Linked DNA regions of Hordeum vulgare: region 2 is linked to region 1. The links are chromatin contacts, called in public Hi-C maps. All regions are on one chromosome and are shown on one strand. The core of a region is the stretch at or near the end of the contact, and the rest is flanking DNA. Distances in the headings are between cores, read along the strand shown.

What was found. A called contact is a pair of places that touch in the nucleus more often than the background predicts.
Region 2: a Hi-C map of leaf shows a contact between it and region 1, with 2.9 times the contacts expected there. The contact joins the promoter of LOC123401619 here to the promoter of LOC123404396 in region 1. A contact is called at or near these places in 2 of 6 Hi-C or Micro-C datasets (leaf and seedling) and 1 of 1 datasets of contacts at active chromatin or transcription factors (embryo).

What each region holds. Positions count from the first base shown.
Region 1 is chr6H:62,840,404-62,844,329 of MorexV3_pseudomolecules_assembly, reverse strand. LOC123404396 (protein CHLOROPLAST IMPORT APPARATUS 2) reads right to left here and starts at 2,654. Exons shown (of 3, transcript XM_045098316.1): 1 at 716-2,654. The coding sequence starts at 1,969.
Region 2 is chr6H:63,103,152-63,106,990 of MorexV3_pseudomolecules_assembly, reverse strand. It overlaps LOC123401619 (mitogen-activated protein kinase 3), which reads left to right and starts at 2,251. Exons shown (of 3, transcript XM_045095455.1): 1 at 2,251-2,274; 2 at 3,456-3,839. The coding sequence starts at 3,462.

The DNA.
Region 1 (3,926 bases), core at 1,405-3,904:
GTAAGTATTAGGTTTGCTGGGGCTCACTATTTAGTTATTTTTCCTTATAAACTATTTTTGGTACTTCCATTTTACGAGTTAGTTACTGGAGTATTAGTGGTACCCTTAAAAGGTGTGTACTTACAGATATGCAGTAGTACAGGACTGGGTACTTCTTGTGAGTTGTGGCATTGCGAGGGACCATCAGTTGGATAAACAATTTTCCTAGTAGTTTATTATGGGCTTAATAGCTGATACCAGTTCCACAAATGGCAGTTGCATATCAGCTTATCAAGCATGTGGTTTCTAGTTGTGGGGTGTCCCTTTTTCTTTGCCGAAGAAAGCAATTCAGAAGAGGTAAAATTCTTCTGTTTTTTCCTAGTAAAAGGAGCCTATTTATCCGAATAATGGGCATGTAGAGGTAAAATTGAGCTATACAAAATTGAAGCCATGAGCCACACCAAAATTTAATTATGGCAGTGGTACTGAACTAGAGTCTTCTATCAGAGAACGTATTCAGACTTCAGAGCATCACATATCAATTTGAACACATGTCTCCGTGATTTATCTGAACTAGTGCCATAGAAGAGGTACACATCATCTACAGGGCATGCCAAATTTCGTGTTTTTTAAGTGAGACTTGTTCTGACTTGGATAAAAATTCGAAAAGAAAAATTATGTTGCACTGTCCTGCTGCACGCAAGAGGAAAAAATTCAGGGAAGCAAGGGTACTCACCCGCACTTCGGCGGCAGACTCCGACGAATCGGGCCCGCTGCCCTCGGCGAACATAGACCCCTTGCCGGACCACTCCTTGAGCACGTCGTCGGTGTCCAGCTTCAGCCCCAAACCGGTCTTCGGTGCCTTTGTCGGCGCGCCGTCATCGTCCCCGTTGCCGTCCGCCGCATCCACTGTTCCATCGGCCCCCTCCTCGCATTTCGCATTGGCCAGCTCCTCCTCCTTGGCCAGCACCTTCTCCATCTTCACCTTCTTCTTCTTCTTGCTCTTCTTCTTCTCTGGTGCTGCCGACGCCGGCGGCGGCATTGCGGTGTTCGACACTGCCGCTGCCGGTTCTTGCGGTGGCGTCGGTGGTGTGACCGTGATGTCCTTCACCGGCACAGCAGGCCACATCCACCAGGCCCCGTCGTCGTCCCGCCGCTTGAGGGCACGGTTGAGGTTGGGGCGGGTGCTTTGCCGGGAGCCGAGGCCGAGCTCGAACCGGCCAGCGAGACCGACCACCATGAGGCTCCTGAGGTAGGGGTGTATGCCGGAGCTGGACAGGATGGAGTCGTCGGACGTGGCGGTGGCCGTGTTGGCCTCCATGGTGAGGCTCCCCATGATGCCGTCGATGCCCTCGGCAGCGCCGCCGGCCGCGGCCTCGTCGACGTCGAGGATGGACTCGGCGTCGAAGCCGTCGTCGTCGAAGTCGAGCTCGCCGGGCTCGTCGGTGGCGGTGTCGGGGCTGGCCGGCGACGGCGCCGGGTCGCGGAACTCCCGGAACGCGCTGCTGACGGGCGTCGGTGACGAGCAGTTCTTGCAGGCGTCGATGGACGGGCTCTGCGGCGGCCGCGGCGAGGGCGAGGCCGCGTGGTCGCGGAGGAGGAATGCGGCGTCGGACAGGACGGGGAGCGGCGGGAGGAGGTCGGAGGAGGACGCGGCGGCGCCGAAGGCCACGGCGAGGCCCGAGAGCGGCGGTGGCCGCGGCGCCGTGGCCGTCTTGGGGCTCTTCTTGACGGGGAAGACGGAGGGGTGGATGGAGGCGAGCAGCGCGGCGGCCTCGTTGTAGGCCTGGTTGGGCCGCTTCCGCGGCGCCCGCGCGCGCTTGAGCGAGACGGAGGTGGCCGAGGAGGACGCGTTGGAGGCCTCCGAGAGCGTGGAGGACGGCGAGGAGTGCGCCGGCCGCAGCGGCGACGAGTGCGCCCCGGGGGACGCCGCCGCCTTCACCATGTCCAGGTCCAGCCGCAGCCCCGTCGGTATGCAAGACGACGTCATCGCCAATGCCCCCTCAACCACCACCACCACCGCCGCCGCTCAAACCAAGAATTTATTCCAGCTCTTCTTCGCCGGCCGATCAATCAATTCCACCACCGCCACCACCACCACAGCTCCACAAGAAGCGAGTGAAGAATTCCTAAACCCCTAAACCCCGAAAGACAGCGCGGGAACCGAGGAATTCCCTTCCTTCCCGGCCGATGAAAGCTGCGAGACGGAGAGGAAGACGGAGCAAAAGGTAGCGAGGAAACGGCAATTTTTTCTTCCTATCTTTTCGGAGGGAGCTAAGCAGAGTCGCAGCAGAGACCTTGGGACATGGGCAGACTCCAAAGAGGAAAGGGAAACCAATGGCCGCCCCTGCCCCCACCTGGGAAGGACTCGACTCGAGCTCTGTATATATGAAAAGAGGCACCAAGAACAAAATAGGGGACGGGCGGAAGGACTCTGCGACGTACTCCTCTGTCCGTGGCAAGGAGAAGAGGTCAAGCCAGGAGCAGAGCCAGCAAGAACAGAGCAGGAACAGAGCCAGGGTATGAATTCTGCGAGCTAGCAGCTGTGTCTTTGGGATTGGAGATGGACGGAGGGGAGAGAGGAGCAATGCTAGCTAATCCTACGGGAAGGCTAGAGAGAGAGAGGGAGGGAATTGCGGGGGATTGGAGGCGGTGGGGGAGGAGGAAGAAAGGGTTCAAGGGGAGGGAGGAGGGGGGTGGGGTTTTAGAGAGCCTAGAGCTGGGGGAAGAGACAAGGCTCACTCTCATGAGGTCGCTCTCCCTCCCTCTGGCCCGTGGGACCCACCGCAGGCTGGCCCCTCCCTCTCCCTCTCTCCTTTGCTTCTCCCCACTCTCTCTCTAGGTGGTACGTACATGTACATGTGTTGGAATCTTGTTGTGTCATCTGAGATTTGCAGTGGATAAGTGGAGAGCGTGAGACCAATTTGCCCTGTGCTTGCCATGGCTCCTAAAGTCACAAGAAAGCCGGTCAATTGTTACATTTACTTTTGGCCTGCTGGTGAAGACTTGAACAACAAAAAAATCATTTGGGGGGAACAGAAAGCATGTAATTACAAGATCTTGAGTAGTATAATCAGTATATTTTCATGGCTTTTGGCATGAAGCCCACTCATACATTTTTATTATTGGAACATCAACAGAAGGGGAATATTAAGAAAAAAAAAACATGTGCTAAATCGAATAGAGTATTTCTTTTCCTCTAGAGACGGCACTGGCCAATGGAACATGCGTGCGGCTAAGCATTACTTAACGATTGCCTTTTTGGACTAACACACCTTGTCCGCATGCCTCTTGTGCTGGATAGAAAGCAAAATGTTTGAAGCATTCGTTCCCATATGTGTTTTTTTAGGTGAAATGTCAAGTACTTCCACTTTTGTCCGGATTGTCCTCTTTGCGTCCGATGTTCTACTTATACTAATTTTAATTTGGTAACAGCCAGCATATTATTTTTGTTCTCCTCCTCGTACCATTCAGTGTCTTTTGTTGAACAAGTGTGGTTGCATTTACTATGTACGTAGTAGTTTATCTCCCTTCATTTCTCCTTTGCTTACAAGACAAAAGATGGGATTCAACCAATGGCTGGTAAATGTTACTACTATCGATTGTCACTGCATATGAATTACTCTGCTCCCACCCTCAAAGAAAGAAAGAAAAAATACTCTGCTCTGGATGAAAATTGAGGGAGCAATTTTCTCAAACTTGGATTGAAATTGTGAAAGCTTCTACGAAATCATAGCGCCAAAACGCCGCGTCGACACTCAAACTTGGATTGAAATTGCGAAAGCTTGTATGATATACCCGTATAAACTTTTCAAACCCAATCACCAACAATCAACCTACGATCACAACGATACACGTTCCGTTGAGCTTTTGCCATGCCCGGAGGTTGCAACCACCAGAAATAATGGACAGGAGGGCGAGGGCATATCGGTAAATCCGTGCCGCGC
Region 2 (3,839 bases), core at 1,002-3,501, 260 kb before region 1:
TCCTGCTTCCGAAGCCCGACGGCGCCCTTTCGGTCCCAAGCACGCACGATTAGCCACCCCATGACATCTGTCGTGAGAAAACGACGACAATGAAAACAAACAATGGATGGAAATCTGATAGAAAAGAAGCATCGGTTGAGAATAGGAGGGGAAGACACACAAAACATACATAAAATGGATGTACAAAAACGGTTTGACGAAGTATTAGTTTGAGTATAATGCATGGTATACATATGATTTTTATTTTTCATCTCTTTTACATCCAATGTCACCCAAACACAAGATTCTCAATAACGATGTTAGTGAACGGTTGCGCAGGCGTGTGACCCCGCACCTTTGAGAATTTCTAACCAAAACCAGCCCATGTTTGCGTATGTGCAACACTGCTTGTGTTACTTTCACTTGCATGCCTTTACTCTTCGCTTTATATATATTTTTATAGACCTAAATGTGTAAGGTGTTTGACGGATTGTTTGAAACATCTAAAATTGCTAAAGATCTTAATTTTTTTTAAAGCCAAACTTTTGACTTGATTGTCTATTCACCCTTCTCTGGACATACTTAGTCATACTTATTTGAGTCTTACGGAAGCCCTTGTCGAGAAAGACTAGCTCATCGGTGGAAACATATCGCTAATCGGGTGAACAATACATGTGATACATCATTTGTGCATTTGAATCGACAATGAGTCGATGGTACAATGTCATTTGGTGAAAATTTTCTTTCAGCAACATTTTTACACGCGTACACGTGCAGGGGCGAATCTAACAATCTGGCATGGTTTGGCCACCGCCATACCTAAGCTGCCATGCAAGTACGTATATTACTATTAGCCCAGCATAATTTTTAGGTTTTGGGCGGTGGTTCGCCTCCTGTTGGGCTTGGTTCTTGGCGGCTGACTACTACTCTTTCACAGAGGAAGTCAAGAATCACATTGAACATTTCTTCAATTATTTTACTATTTTTGTTGAGAGACTAACCAATTAGTTTTTCTTTTTTTTACAGATTTAAAGAGTATTTTGTCAAAGCCGATGGCTTCTTTCTAACTATCTACACTTGCATAATGTGTTTTCTACCATTGTATCCTACTCCCTCCGTTCCTAAATATAAGACCTTTTAGAGATTACCATATAAACTACACACGGATGTACATAGACATATTTTAGAGTATAGACTCACTCATTTTGCTCCGTATTTAGTCTTCTAGTGGAATCTTTAAAAGGTCTTATATTTTGGAACGGATGGAGTACTAATTACTAATTCATCATTTATCTATGGTTTTGATGTTTTATAGGCAAACCCGTCCAGTTAATATATATGATATATTGACAACCGATCATCCATGTAATCATCATCGAATGAAGTATTTAGAGTGTCAATACTTAAATTTTGGATTTTGGTTGTATTAGTTGAACTCCAAGTAATATATATTTGCTATTCTAGTGAGCTCTTCCATAACTGAGTTGTATATGGGTTTTTCGTTCACAAACTCCGCCACACCTGAAAATCATTCCTGTCTCCGCCACTGTACACGTGCCTTCCCCGTAGAAAAAAACCGTCAGCATGGAAAGATGAAGGCGCGCCATAAATTTCCGCAGCAAAAAACGCACGCATCGTGCACAAGTCGTACTACCGGTGTACTAGTCCTCACTCAATCCCGGTGTACTAGTCCTCACTCAATCCCGGTGTACTAGTCCTCACTCAATCCATGGCGTTCATACCAAAGCCAGTGCCCGTACAATCTCTCGTACGTACTCGAAGCGACCCATCATCACCCACCAACCCAACCCGCTCGTGGAACACATTTCATCGTTCGAACCCTCGCCTCGCCTATGGAACCGAAGCGTGCCGGCTGCCGCCACCGACCGCGGCCGCCACGGCCACGCGCGCACGGGGACAACGGGACCAATCCCCTCCCCTCCCCTCCCTTCCATCCCACGGCAGGCGCGTCCTCCCCATCCCCCCACCCTACCCCCACCCGCGCGCACGTGGCGCCGCCCCGCGCCGCATCGGACGGCCCGCCCGCGCCCATCCCCCGGACCGACGGCCGCCGTCCCCTCCACGCGCCTCGCCGGGGACGGAGCGGAGGAATATTCCTCGCCCCCTCCCCCACCCCACCCCACCCCACCCCCACCCGCACCCTCCTCCCTCCCCCCCGCAGCTGCAATTCGCCTCCGAATTCGGTCGCCCATGGCGCCGCGGCCCGTCTGATCCTACCCACCCACCCCTCCCCCATCCTCTCCCAGGCCCAGCTGCCCTCCCTCCCCCTCCCATGTAAGCGAGCCTTCCTCCCCGTCCTCCCCCCGCAATCCTCGTGCTCGCTCTGCATCGCCCGAGATCGGCCGGCTCTTGTCCGGACGGCCCGCGCCGGTCTCTGTCCCGCGGAGATCGGTCGCCCCTGATCCGAGCGAGCAGCCCCAGCTGGCGAGCTCCGATTGTGCCGCCGGGCGCGTGCGTGCGTGCCTGCCTAGTCGAGTGTCCCGCCCGAATTATTCGATTCCCCGTCGTGCTCCGGCGATGCATCGTGCCGGGGTGCGCGATGATTGTCTCGGTACATTTCCGCGATCCGCTGCTAGGATGGCAGGCTGCCCTGTTAATCATCTGGGCGACGATCTGCCCACCGGGAGCTTATGGGTTCTTGCAGGCTGCGGATTCGGCTTGTGCGTTTAGCACCGAGTGAGGCTGATGAGAATGCGGGTGAGAGGTGGTAGCGAGGAGTGGCATTGCATGGTGCTTAGATGCGCGGATTGGCTGCGCTACCGATCAAAGTTACCACTTATAAGCTTATGTAAATGGGGACATTGGCGCTCATCAATTCAAGTGCTGAATTGGTCAGCGCCAGTGTCCATTTATAAGCTTAGATAAGTACAACTGCACTTAGATGCCATGCCAACATGTACTGCTTATATATATATATATAGTTCATTCATTGTTGCCGATTCTGATCAGAATTTATGAGCCTTGTAGCTCCTGGTGCATGGTACAGTTTAGGTTCAGTTCAGAATCCTTCTACCACTTGGAGTTTCACATAAACACTTACCAGAAAAACAAGAGTGTGTGTGTTCTATTGGCATCTGAGGTCATGTAAACTATTACCAAAGCCTCTTTTAGCTGGAGATTTGTTTATTGTCCACGTCCCCTTGTCAGCTTAAGCATTTGGGTGCCATGGTTAGGCGCATGCAATTCAATATAATATCAGAGTTGAGGGGTCTTAGGTTCAATACTTGGCCAACGTACTATCAATAAGTATACATCGGCCTACGTCGATCCCAGGTCTAAGGTCTGGAGGGTAGGAAAGTGTTCAAAGATGGGGACATTGTTACACTTGTATTTTGTAATGAGTCTGTCTTATTTTTCACATTTGAAATTTGGTGATTGTGTAAGCTAAAAGAAACTAAATTTTCTTCCAGTACTGTTATTTATGGTATACTAAGTTATATGTTTTGTTTTGTTAGTTGAAAATGGCAATGCTGGTGGATCCTCCGAATGGCATGGGAAACCAAGGGAAGCATTACTACTCCATGTGGCAAACCTTGTTTGAGATTGACACCAAGTATGTGCCTATCAAGCCTATTGGTCGGGGAGCTTATGGAATAGTCTGCTCATCCATAAACCGTGAGACAAACGAGAAAGTAGCTATAAAGAAGATACATAATGTATTCGACAACCGCGTGGATGCACTAAGGACCTTGCGGGAGCTGAAACTCCTCCGGCATCTCCGCCATGAGAATGTTATTTCTTTGAAGGATATAATGATGCCTGTACAAAGGAGGAGCTTTAAGGATGTGTACTTGGTTTATGAGCTCATGGATACCGACCTGCATCAGATAATCAAATCA